3 separate regions of the Mus musculus genome follow, and regions 1 and 2 are each linked to region 3. A link is a contact called in public Hi-C and HiCAR-type data. All regions are on one chromosome and are shown on one strand. Each heading gives the region's core, a stretch centred on a gene start, on an enhancer-like site or on the middle of the called end of the contact. The rest is flanking DNA. Distances are from core to core; before and after follow the strand shown.

Evidence for each region. A called contact is a pair of places that touch in the nucleus more often than the background predicts. HiCAR-type assays count read pairs that join an accessible place to other places.
Region 1: a contact with region 3 is called in a HiCAR-type map of embryonic stem cells, with 5 times the contacts expected there. The contact joins two enhancer-like sites. A contact is called at or near these places in 6 of 39 promoter capture datasets (the C10 cell line, the HPC-7 cell line, cranial neural crest and 3 more), 1 of 15 datasets of contacts at CTCF or cohesin (pro-B cells), 1 of 484 Hi-C or Micro-C datasets (nephron progenitors), 3 of 115 datasets of contacts at active chromatin or transcription factors (all in embryonic stem cells) and 3 of 9 other capture datasets (adipose tissue, embryonic stem cells and liver).
Region 2: a Hi-C map of neutrophils shows a contact between it and region 3, with 2.2 times the contacts expected there. The contact joins two enhancer-like sites. A contact is called at or near these places in 8 of 39 promoter capture datasets (3T3-L1-derived adipocytes, the C10 cell line, the HPC-7 cell line and 4 more), 11 of 484 Hi-C or Micro-C datasets (the G1E-ER4 cell line, LSK cells, bone marrow-derived macrophages and 7 more) and 2 of 115 datasets of contacts at active chromatin or transcription factors (embryonic stem cells and stem cell-derived neural progenitor cells).

The regions. Positions count from the first base shown.
Region 1 is chr8:18,698,314-18,701,720 of GRCm38.p6, forward strand. All of the region lies in intron 12 of Mcph1 (microcephaly, primary autosomal recessive 1), which reads left to right. It overlaps Angpt2 (angiopoietin 2), which reads right to left. Exons shown (of 9, transcript NM_007426.4): 6 at 755-856. Among named protein-coding and RNA genes, the nearest start is that of Angpt2, 42 kb to the right of the region's middle. Within about 2 kb of position 1,323, at least 80 of the 459 cell types and tissues checked have an H3K27ac peak or open chromatin away from gene starts, as enhancers often do. A contact at or near this core is called in the HPC-7 cell line and embryonic stem cells, where this site is marked.
Region 2 is chr8:18,766,234-18,769,455 of GRCm38.p6, forward strand. The region is part of intron 12 of Mcph1 (microcephaly, primary autosomal recessive 1); the gene reads left to right. Among named protein-coding and RNA genes, the nearest start is that of Angpt2, 26 kb to the left of the region's middle. Within about 2 kb of position 1,933, at least 65 of the 459 cell types and tissues checked have an H3K27ac peak or open chromatin away from gene starts, as enhancers often do. A contact at or near this core is called in the G1E-ER4 cell line, hematopoietic stem and progenitor cells and neutrophils, where this site is marked.
Region 3 is chr8:18,935,005-18,938,550 of GRCm38.p6, forward strand. It overlaps Xkr5 (X-linked Kx blood group related 5), which reads right to left. Exons shown (of 7, transcript NM_001113350.2): 6 at 2,223-2,334. Among named protein-coding and RNA genes, the nearest start is that of Gm40464, 13 kb to the right of the region's middle. Within about 2 kb of position 1,402, at least 144 of the 459 cell types and tissues checked have an H3K27ac peak or open chromatin away from gene starts, as enhancers often do. A contact at or near this core is called in the G1E-ER4 cell line, the HPC-7 cell line, embryonic stem cells and 2 more, where this site is marked.

The DNA of each region.
Region 1 (3,407 bases), core at 73-2,572, 240 kb before region 3:
TGTACAAATGCAAGGTCTTGCACACAGAAAAAGATTTTGTTTTTTTTTTATTTAATTTTGAGAGATAGAAGAGGAGTCGTAAATACATGCCACCATGGGCCTGCGATGTCACCAGCACCGTGGATGTTAGCTGTACTCTCTGCCTTATTTGGGGCAGGCTTCCCTTTCACCACTGTGTTATTCTAAGACCAGCTGGCCCACAGGGGTCTGGGGAGTCACTTGTCCTTGTCTCCCCTTGTCATAGGATTACAGATGAGAGCTAATGTGTTCAGCCTTATACGGGTTCTGGGGATTCGAAATCAAGTCCCCACACTTGCCCAGCAAGGATCTTATGCCAGCACAGGAAATAGATTTTCTTTAAGTCAGTTTTAAGGACCTGAGCTGTTCTTAGAAATATAACTGTTACATAGCTAAAGCTACTGGGATAACCATGAACAGAGATGCTGTTGTTGGGAACAGCCAGAACCAACCTGGGTACCATGAACCGTATCCATAGTAGTGACATTTATGCTGTGGAAGCCTGACAACAGAGCAGCTTACCCAGTGTGCTCTGTATTACGTTTCAGTTCCTTTGACTACGATGTTTTTTAAGAGAGAGAGAGAAACGGCTGGGCACAAAGAATCATATCATAAGTAACTTCTTCAGAAGCCATCGGTCAGTTCTGAATTTGTGTTAATTCAAAGTTCTGAAGAACTTGGGAAATTGGCTTTCCCAAAGGAAAGTACTTTCTTATCTTAGTGCATACTTCCTTACCTCTTTGTATTCTTTCCACGTCCTCTGGAAGTCCACACTGCCATCTTCTCGGTGTTGGATGACTGTCCACCCTCCTCCACCCACGTCCATGTCACAGTAGGCCTGCAGGAGAAGCACACAGTTACTGCAGGCTGAACATTGGTGACCCAGGCTGCTACAGCAGCGGTGTGTTCCCAGGGGGCTCTGTGGTAACCAGGGGAGTGAATCGTTGCTGTCAGGTCTTTAGAGTGATTTTAAAATGATGATGATTCACAAGCAGTCAGACCACATGAGTCACTGGTGAAAAGGAACTTCCTGCTCTGGCTGTAGAGTCCCACGCCATAATTGTTTTTGAGAGTGATTCCCTGTACCTGGGAAACTGGCAGATTCTCCTCAAATCCCATATCTTTAGAAAAACACAGACTTGTGTTCATAGCACTGACAACCCTCGATGCTGGCTACACCCTGTGTCCATTAGCTACAAGGTACCAAACTCCCGCCATGTTTTCCTGCTGTTGGGCTTCCTTTGTGCGCAGAGAAAGCCAGTTTCTCCTGCCTGTGAGGGCCTGGGGGGAGGGGTTTCTGCAGCGCCAGCACCATGTGACCCAGCTTGACCAGGCAGCTCTGACACTGGTTTGATTTCAGGCTTCTACATACTTCCTTTGTTGCCTGCGGCATTTTTCCCCAGTATTTCTGCTTTTAAACTGCCTCAGTGGTCTTTAAATTTTTTGCCTGGAACACAAAATTCTTTGGGCTTGAATGTTTAATTTCAACTCAGCTGGAGTTTTATTGTAAAAATTAAAACCCCCTGAAAATAAGATTATATAAATACTTTATGAGATTACAGTAGAACCAAAAGAAAAAAAGTTTTCCAGAAAATAAGATAATTTCCCTAAAGCATACATGGTAGAAATATTAGGCTTCCCAACCAGTTGTGAATATTCTTCCTTTGTTCGGTGCCATGGTCTTTGGAGACCTAGGAGGACCATTTTTGCAGGGTTAACTTTAATATAGCTGCTCTGTGTTTGTGATTTAGAGCTAAAAGAGCCACATGAGCCTCTCACCCTATTTCTTCATATTGCCTATAAGGAACTAAACCCAAAGGAATCCATACTGTCCTCCATGTTGTTGTCCTCTGTCGGACATGGTCCTTGAGACCATCAGTGGACTGCTTTACTGAGAGGCCTCTCTCCACCATTATTCTACCCCCACTCCAAAGGTCCTGGCCTCCTGTTTCCCTCCGCAGTGACTTGGGTTTAGAAAGGCCTGGTGGCATGAAATAGAATCACTGTGTCCTCGGTGTAACTATTCAAAAACACATGACAGACTTGCTGGAGTTCTGGTTATCACAGGACAGATTTGCTGAAGGAACCCCCAGTTGTCACAGTGTATAAAGGGCTGGTTTCTGTAGTTAACCAGTTTGACTCTCTTGTGCGCAACTTGTCAGATATCTCACACAAGTTACCTGCCATGTCACATCACTCTAGAGATGATTGATTTGACACAGGTTCATTTGGTCAGTCACAGGGCCAAAAGGTGAGAGGAATTTGAATATGGTCTCCTTGATTCCTGTGTCATATCTTTTCCATGGCAGCATGCTACTCAAAACAGAGAAATTTGAACCTTTTGATAGGCGGGCAGATTACCACTGAAGTCAGTTCATGAGGAATCCTTCATCTTATTTGCCTGTGATCAACCAGATGACCAGTGCTGCACCGTTTTACACAGTGTCTTATAAAAACCTCACGTGGGGCACTAGGGTAAGGACCCCATGGCTATGCAAACACATTAACTCCCCAGCATCCTGAGTGGCTTGTTGGTAAATGGGAAGAAATGTTTGTAGTGAGCCCACCCTCGTTCTAATATCTGATTCCTTAGTGTTAAAATCTTCACAGTGCACTTAGTTGCCTGATGGTATTTAAAGCAGGCTTTTTTCCTGCCTAGAGGATCATTTTATCTTGTGGGAGTCAAAAGCAAGAGTCCCAACGTTGAGGGTCACTGCTACTATATAAATAAATTACATGAACCATGTTTCTATTCTCTTTGAATCCATTAGGGACCATGACAAAGTTACTAGAACATTCTCAGAATACTTTGTCCAGCTTTTTAAGAAGTGGAGAACAAAGCATTTGTGAGAAACAGAGAATTATGGTTCACTGGGTTGTGAAATTTGCAAAAAGAGATAATATTCTTGTAGAGGATCCACACGGTCAGGAGATGCTCAGTAAAAATACTGACAAGGATCAGAACAAGATCTGAAAGGCAGCGGCAGCCAGGCCAGGGCACGGCCACTTCCATGACAGCAAACCTGGGGGCACTGAGTGCTTTTGATTTGCATGCCTGTGCTTGGCACAAGGACCCAAGGCCTTAAGCTGTTCAGCAAGTGACGCTTGAGTTAAGTGCTATGCTCCAGCTTCAGGCCTTGGAGAAATGAATAAATAACAGACGCCCATGGCACTGAGAGTCTTGTGCTGAGCAGTCTGGGGAGGGAAACAGTTGTGCTTCTAACTAGCAAAGCACATGCCTGTGCTGCTCACGGACGCCCTATGCAGTGTGTAGCCTGCGTACATATACAGAAACCTAATGTAAATGCCATGTTTACTGGATTATTAAACTGATCAAATGTAAAGCTGCCATACTGAAGCCTTTGATCTAATTCCTTAGAATTAGATGG
Region 2 (3,222 bases), core at 683-3,182, 170 kb before region 3:
CCCAGTCAAGACCCTCAGTGGGACCCTTCCCAAGACAAAGCTTTCCAAAGGTCCACTTGATGAGCCGGGGTTGGGAAAGGGTGTCTGTAGTGTAGCTCTTGGAAGGGACAGCAGCAGAGCCCCAGTACAGAACAAGAGTGTCAGAGCTGAGGGCCCAGGAAGAGTGTGGACCAGCTCCTGCACCCCCACCCTGTGCCTCCATTCCTCCCCCTGACTCTTGCCAGGAGAATGGCCGATAGCTGTAAGGTGAATGTCCCTGGAGAGCGCCCTTGACAGTGTAAAGCAGAGTTCTCCCTTGAGTGAGGAAGCCTCTGGAAGACCATTTCAGCTTCCCATGCAAGAGAAGAAGATGAAACCTCATCTCTTGCTATTCAGCTGAAGACATTGGGGCATGTAGGTGAAACATGGCTTGTCAGTGACCTCAGGACAGCAGTAGTATCAGCCACCATAATCCATCATCTGAGAAGCATGTGAGAGTGTGACCTTACTGTGGGTGCCCCTCTGCTCTGTAGAACTAAGAGGTAACCAGCACTTGGAGAATGTGGTCAGACTCCTTAGAGACAGCCCCAGCTGTGGCTTACCCATCAAATGTGATTTAGCTTGTGACTTTGCAAAATACAGTGTGTTGTACAAACTCTGCCTGGGGAGATGTGAACAGAAACATATTTATCTCCCAGACAGGCCACCAATCAGGCCCAAGTGATGAGAGGATACCACTCAAGTCCAGCTTGGAGGACCAATAGAATGACTGCCCTTGCTTAAAAGAAATGTGGGTAACCCCAAGTCAGCTACATCCCCAGAAAGTCTCAGTCTAGCATGGATGCTCCATATGGATGACATGTAGCTGCATAGACACATGTGTGGAGCTCTCATACACTCACTTAGCCCTCTGTGTATGCTAGCTACCACTTCCGAAGACCAGGAGACCATGTGCAGCCGGGGCAGAATTAAACAGGCTGGGAGCTAGACACCAGAGGGACAAGTGGAACTCTCAGGTACGGGTCCCATAACCCTTCCCACTGCTTCCTTCTTGTTGGTAATGTCAATGCTAGAACCTTGAGGTTCTCTTGTGAGTGGTCACAATCTCTCTGGTTAAAATAGCTGTTATGCTTGGAGGACAGCATCGCACAGCACGGTGCTTTATGACCGAAAAGCAAAATGCACAATTGCCCCTGCTTAGCTGGGGACAGAGAGAATGGGGTACAGTGCTGCTGGCTTCTAGCTACTTAAGCTATGTATTTTATACCCCACCCCACCCCTGGCCCTATTTAGATGATATTGCGCCACCACGCCCGGCTGATATTTCTCAAAGTAAATACAAGTGGGGCTTTTAAAGGTCTTCATAAAAGCGAAAATGTAAAGAGCTCCTGGGAAATGAGGCTGTCCTTTCAACTTGGCTTCCAACCCACTTCCGCAGTCATATAAATAGGAAGGCCTCTTCCTCGTTTCAATATCTTAAAAAGAAACCTTGATGTTACGTGTTGACCTAAGAGGAATGCCTTCCTCCTAGGGCAGACGGAAGGATATTCTTCAGGAATGCGAAGCTTGTGACAGGAATTATTGATACCTTTGGAATTTTTTCCCAAGTGACTCAGGGCTTCTTCAAACCATTACCTAGGAATTAGTCAGGGACTGCGTGTCGCCGTCCCCAACTGTTTTAAAGCAGAGCTGAGCACAGCGTAAGCGAGAAAGGCGCGAATGTGCCTTTGCGTGGTCTTCCCGCGCTGGGTGACTCTTGTTTTCCTGCACACTTTAATTAGAATGTTTCTACATTTGCCAAAGAAAATGTTGGAATGGAGACAAAACCGTGAAATTATAGGAACAGGGCTTGATGTAATAGCTTATTTGTGAAGGAAGCACAACTTGTTTGGTATTTTATTGAAGCAGGAAGTTCGGAGCCTCAGAACACACAAGCACAACAAATTCTCAGGTGCCGCTTGAGTCATCTGCTGTTGGCAGCGCCACTGGTAGCTTTCCCTGCGCTGACTTTTATCTTCTGGTTTGTTTTTTCTTTTTTGCAGAGTCACGAGGGTCAGGTGGGGTAGGAAATGACACAGAGCTTTAAAAAGATTGTGTAATTTTTTAAAAAAATGTACAGGTTGTGTACATTTTTTAAAGATAAGCTATGAGGATTAAACAGAGCAGGTCGGGCAGCCTCCCCTTAACCATATTGATACTTTTTTTGTACTTATCAACTTACAAAACAAGGAAACGTGAAATAAAATGAGAATCTGCCTGAAATGGTAACTGTCGCTCTGGGGAATCAGGGAATCGTATAGAGACAATCAAGATGAGAAGCGCTGTGGTTTGTTTCTCTGTTTTCTATTGGCTTTTGGCCACGGGAACTGAATGATAGACCCACAGCATTAAAAAGTTTGAGAAATATCTCGGGCTGACTGACACCGTTTTGTTTCATATGCAGAAATCATTGAGTTTCTGTCTTGTTTTTTGTTTCTGTCTGAAAACTCGGGTCTAGATGGTGCTTTGAGATGTGTAAAAATCTCCAGCCACCCTGGCACCACATGGTGGGTGTATTAAATACCTGTGAGTTTTCTGTCAAGTGACTGCTCCTGGTAGCACTTGAGTGAAGTGCTGGGATGGGATCCGATGGAGAGGAGGGAGGGAGGGCGGGGGGGCGGGGATAAGGGAAGGCAGGACCCAGGTCCTATCTGAATTGCTGTGTATCCTGCAGGATGTGAGGCTGGTGACCAGTTCACGGCTAGTAACCAAGCCTGTGTGGAGACAGGTGACAAGGCAGAGTCGTGCCTCAGGAAGGAGCATGCGCAGATCCCACAGATCAGGCATTAACTAACTGCCTAAGGGCTAAGAGCCAGCGCCAGCAGGGTGGGGCTTCATTCACTACCTGGCATGAGGGCACCTTCCTGGTGATACTTGAGAGATTATCTCTCTGCAGGTGAAATGAGCCAATTCAAAGCAAAGTAGGTTATATTAAATGCAGATTTATTGAGACTCTGCTCTCTCATAAAGATAGGTGAGTTCACTGGCCCCCAAGATCTAAGGCCAGGAAAGTCACTATGGAGAAACAGAGGGGGCGGAGCATACACACAGAGAGAGAAGTGGAGAAGAGAGAGGCACCAAATATCCTTTATCTATATAAGATATTATATGCTAATTAGGTATGCTAATTATGTATGCTAATTAGGGACTGAGGGATGCCAGGCAACCTTGGGGCCAGGTCTGCTTTGGTATGTAAAATATGCA
Region 3 (3,546 bases), core at 152-2,651:
AGCCAGGGCAGGCAGGAGGTAAGAAAGCGGCCTCAAAAACAAGAGCCCGAAGCAGAGGTCAGTCATGCTCCTCAGAGCCGTGTCGGGGCATTTCCATGAACAACAACAACAACACTTCCTCTGTGCACAAACAGCTTAATCACATTGTTGTCAGTTTCATTTGTGTCGATCAGAAGTGTTGACTGCTGCAATAATCTCTTTACCAGAGCATTCCAGTAAGCCACCCACGTTGTTTCCAGTTTCCTGTCGCACTGGAGAAAGTGCCTGTGTTCAGGGGTGTTCATTAGGCGAGTAGAAGATGGGAACTAAGTGTGAGGAGGGGGGCTGAAGGCACCAGGAGATGGCAGCATGACAGACCGTAGGAAGAGCCCAAAGGACAGTGCCCCCAGACCCTCAGTGACTCTGGGGACAAGAGCAGGCCCTGGGCAGGGCACTGGTTTGTGGAAAATCAGAAGTGGGGACAAGGACCAGCAGTCCTGTCTGCATTGAACATAGCTCACATACTAGCTTCTATGCCTTGGATTCTCACTGAGCCCTAGCAATATGCAGTCACTCATCTTTGGCAAACAAATCCCAGCAAGGTCAGGAAAGAACAGCAAGCCAGAGGATGTTACCCAACACTACCCTGTGCACCCCGGGCACCAGTTAGGCAGCGGGATCTGCCATGGCCAGAGGCACCGGGTGTGTTGATTTTCTGTAGGATCCTGCCACCTGCTGGATTCTTGGCTGTAGCTCCAGGCTGGTGTGTAGTAGGCACTCAATACACGTTTGTCCAGTGAAAGAAGGAAACAGGGAGCCTGGATTTGGGCAGGAACTATCTCAAGTCTGTGTTCTTGATACTATAGTTCTCTTTAAAAAAATATTACTTGTTTTCTTGAGATGAAGCCTTGATTCATAGCCCAGGCTGGTCTCAAACCTGAGTCAATCCTCCTGTCTCAGCTAAGTGTTTGGATCGCACTGCTTGTACGGTTCATTTATAATAGTGTTGGGCATGAAACCTGGGGCTTCTTGAATGCTAAACAAGCACTCTACCCATGATCTGTTTCTGGATATATATATTTTAATAGGGTTTTTCTTCTTAGCCCAGGCTTGCCACAAACTTACTATGTAGGCCATGATGGCTTAGAACTCACAACAATGCTCTTCTTGCCTCTGCCTCCTAAGCACTGGAGTTATAGAAACAAACCATCATGTCTGTCAATAACATACGATGATATGACTTTAAACATGTATTAAATATAATTTTCTATAATGCCCGAGTTTAAGGACTGACTCAGTTTGGTTGTTCCTGTTCTGTCTTTTGACATACTCTCCCTTTCCTGCTGGAGATTGCCAGGAGGCCAAAGGAGTCACAGATGTGTCCAGCGCCACCTGCTGTTGGGCAACGGAGCAGCATGACACAGCCCAGTCCTTTCTAAGATGACAGGGCAGTTTTACTTCCTCCTATCCTGTTTACTGGACTGGGTCATACCGCCTGTGAACGAAGTGGTTAGGTCTCTCAGCTGTGAGGACTGTCACATCATATCCCAGTGGATCCCCTCTCCGCAGGAAGATGACTAGACAGAGGCCACTTTGTAGGTGGCGGAGTAACTCTTGCCTGGACACCTCGCTGTTTGGCCATTCACTTGCAAGCATGCTGCTTAGAAATCGGCCACTCAATGTATAGGCAGCATTTTGGACAGACGTGGCTGCTCCTACCTTTCCTTGAGGCCCCCATCAGTCTAGTCAGGTCTACAAAGCTAAGCTCAGAGTCTTAGGGCACTTACCTACAGCATGGGTCCCATCCCCTGCCCACTGCCCCTAACCTGTTCCCTGTCCTTCCTGTTAGCATTTCCTCTAGGCTCCGCCCAACAGTTGCCTAGCAACAGCCAGTACTAGGTTCCTAAATAAGAAAAAACAAAACAAAACAAAACAACAACAACAAAACAATTGTTCTTCTTATACGCAAGACAATCAGGGATTAGTGAGCTGTGGGTTCAGTAAGAACCCCTGACTCAGTAAGTGGAAAGTGGCTAAGGAAGACATCTGACATCAGCTGCAGGCCTCCACATACACACCACACATGAGCATCCCTACACATACCAATATATGCACATCCATGCATATATACCATACATATGTATATAACATATGTGCACACACTTGAAAATGAAAAGAATAAACATAAAATACAAATACAAGTTGGAAAGGAAGTGTGGCTAAGAAGGCTCAGTAGGTCTTACCAATCAGAAATCCAGACAAGACTCCCACCACAGTCCACAGGCTGGTCCCTGGTACTCCCTGCAGAAAGTCAGTGGCCAGTAGTAAGAGTATGGAGTTCTCCAGCAGCATAACCTGTGGGGACAAGAGAGAGTCACCATACCTGGGGGTCTGCTATCTGCACCTCTTCCCTCCTGTCCCTAGTACCTGCTGGGGTTCACAAACCAAGGAGCCTCCACCGAACAGAAGCTAGGCTCCAGGGGGAATGTTTCTACCCAGGAAGGCTTGCTGACGTCATTCATGGGAACATCCCCAGAGTCACAGACACAGGAAAATAGACTGAGCTTTGGCACAAGTGTTTCTATGTAGCCCACACTAAGATGGCTGACAGATGCTGGCACTGATCTAACAGCCCAAGGCTACATTCCTGGGGTGAATTGTCAGCCCCTTGAACTTCCTGCCTGAGGAATCACAGCTGCCGGGTGGAAACACAATGAGAGATAACTAGGGCCCTCACTGTTCTTATCCATCTCCTACCCCACCCTCACAACGACCCACCTCAAGGACCTGAGAACATCGCTTTGAAATACAAACATTCAAGGAGGTCACTCCCCCAGCTTGCGAGCACTTGCTCTTTAACTCAAGAGACCCATGTCTCCTGCCACTCATAGAGATACCCGCCATCTGTCCCTGCTCTGGACAACTCCAGTTAACACACCAGGTGAGACAGTCAATCAATGACCTTCCCTCCCTCCATTTCTACACATCTCCATTTCTATGACTCAAGCCTCATACTTCCCTCTCCCTGCTCTCTCCTCTCCCTTCTAAACTTTCCCACCACCTCGGTATAAATCAGAGTTCAGTTGTATCATTACAGACCGGACGTTACCTCTCCTTACACTAGTCTCTGCCTTTGTCTCCCTGGCAGCACCACATGGACCCCCTAGTGCTCTGTGTTTCCTTTGCTACCACTGTAGCTTTGCCGGAGATGCCTCCAAGCCTCTTTTAAGGCAGAGTCTTGGCCTCAGAGGCTCTCTGTTTCTCTGGGACTCTTGAAAGCAATGGGTGCATTCCTTTGTATATCTGTAGCTACCAAGAGCTGCACGTTGGCCTGGAGTTCATTTCTAACATACTTCTTAGGTTGTGTGCATGCTGAGATGAACCAACCCCTCATGGGTGAAGCCACACTTTCTAGAGCTGTAACCACCTCCAAAAAAAAAAAAAAAGGTGAGGCCATGCGTTGCAATTATTAAAGGTGGGCCAGCAATGTCGCCTGAAGTTGTCTCAGGGGAAGGGCCTGGGACTCTCCACTTTGGAAAAGTCCCTAAGTGCATCTGCTAATGATGT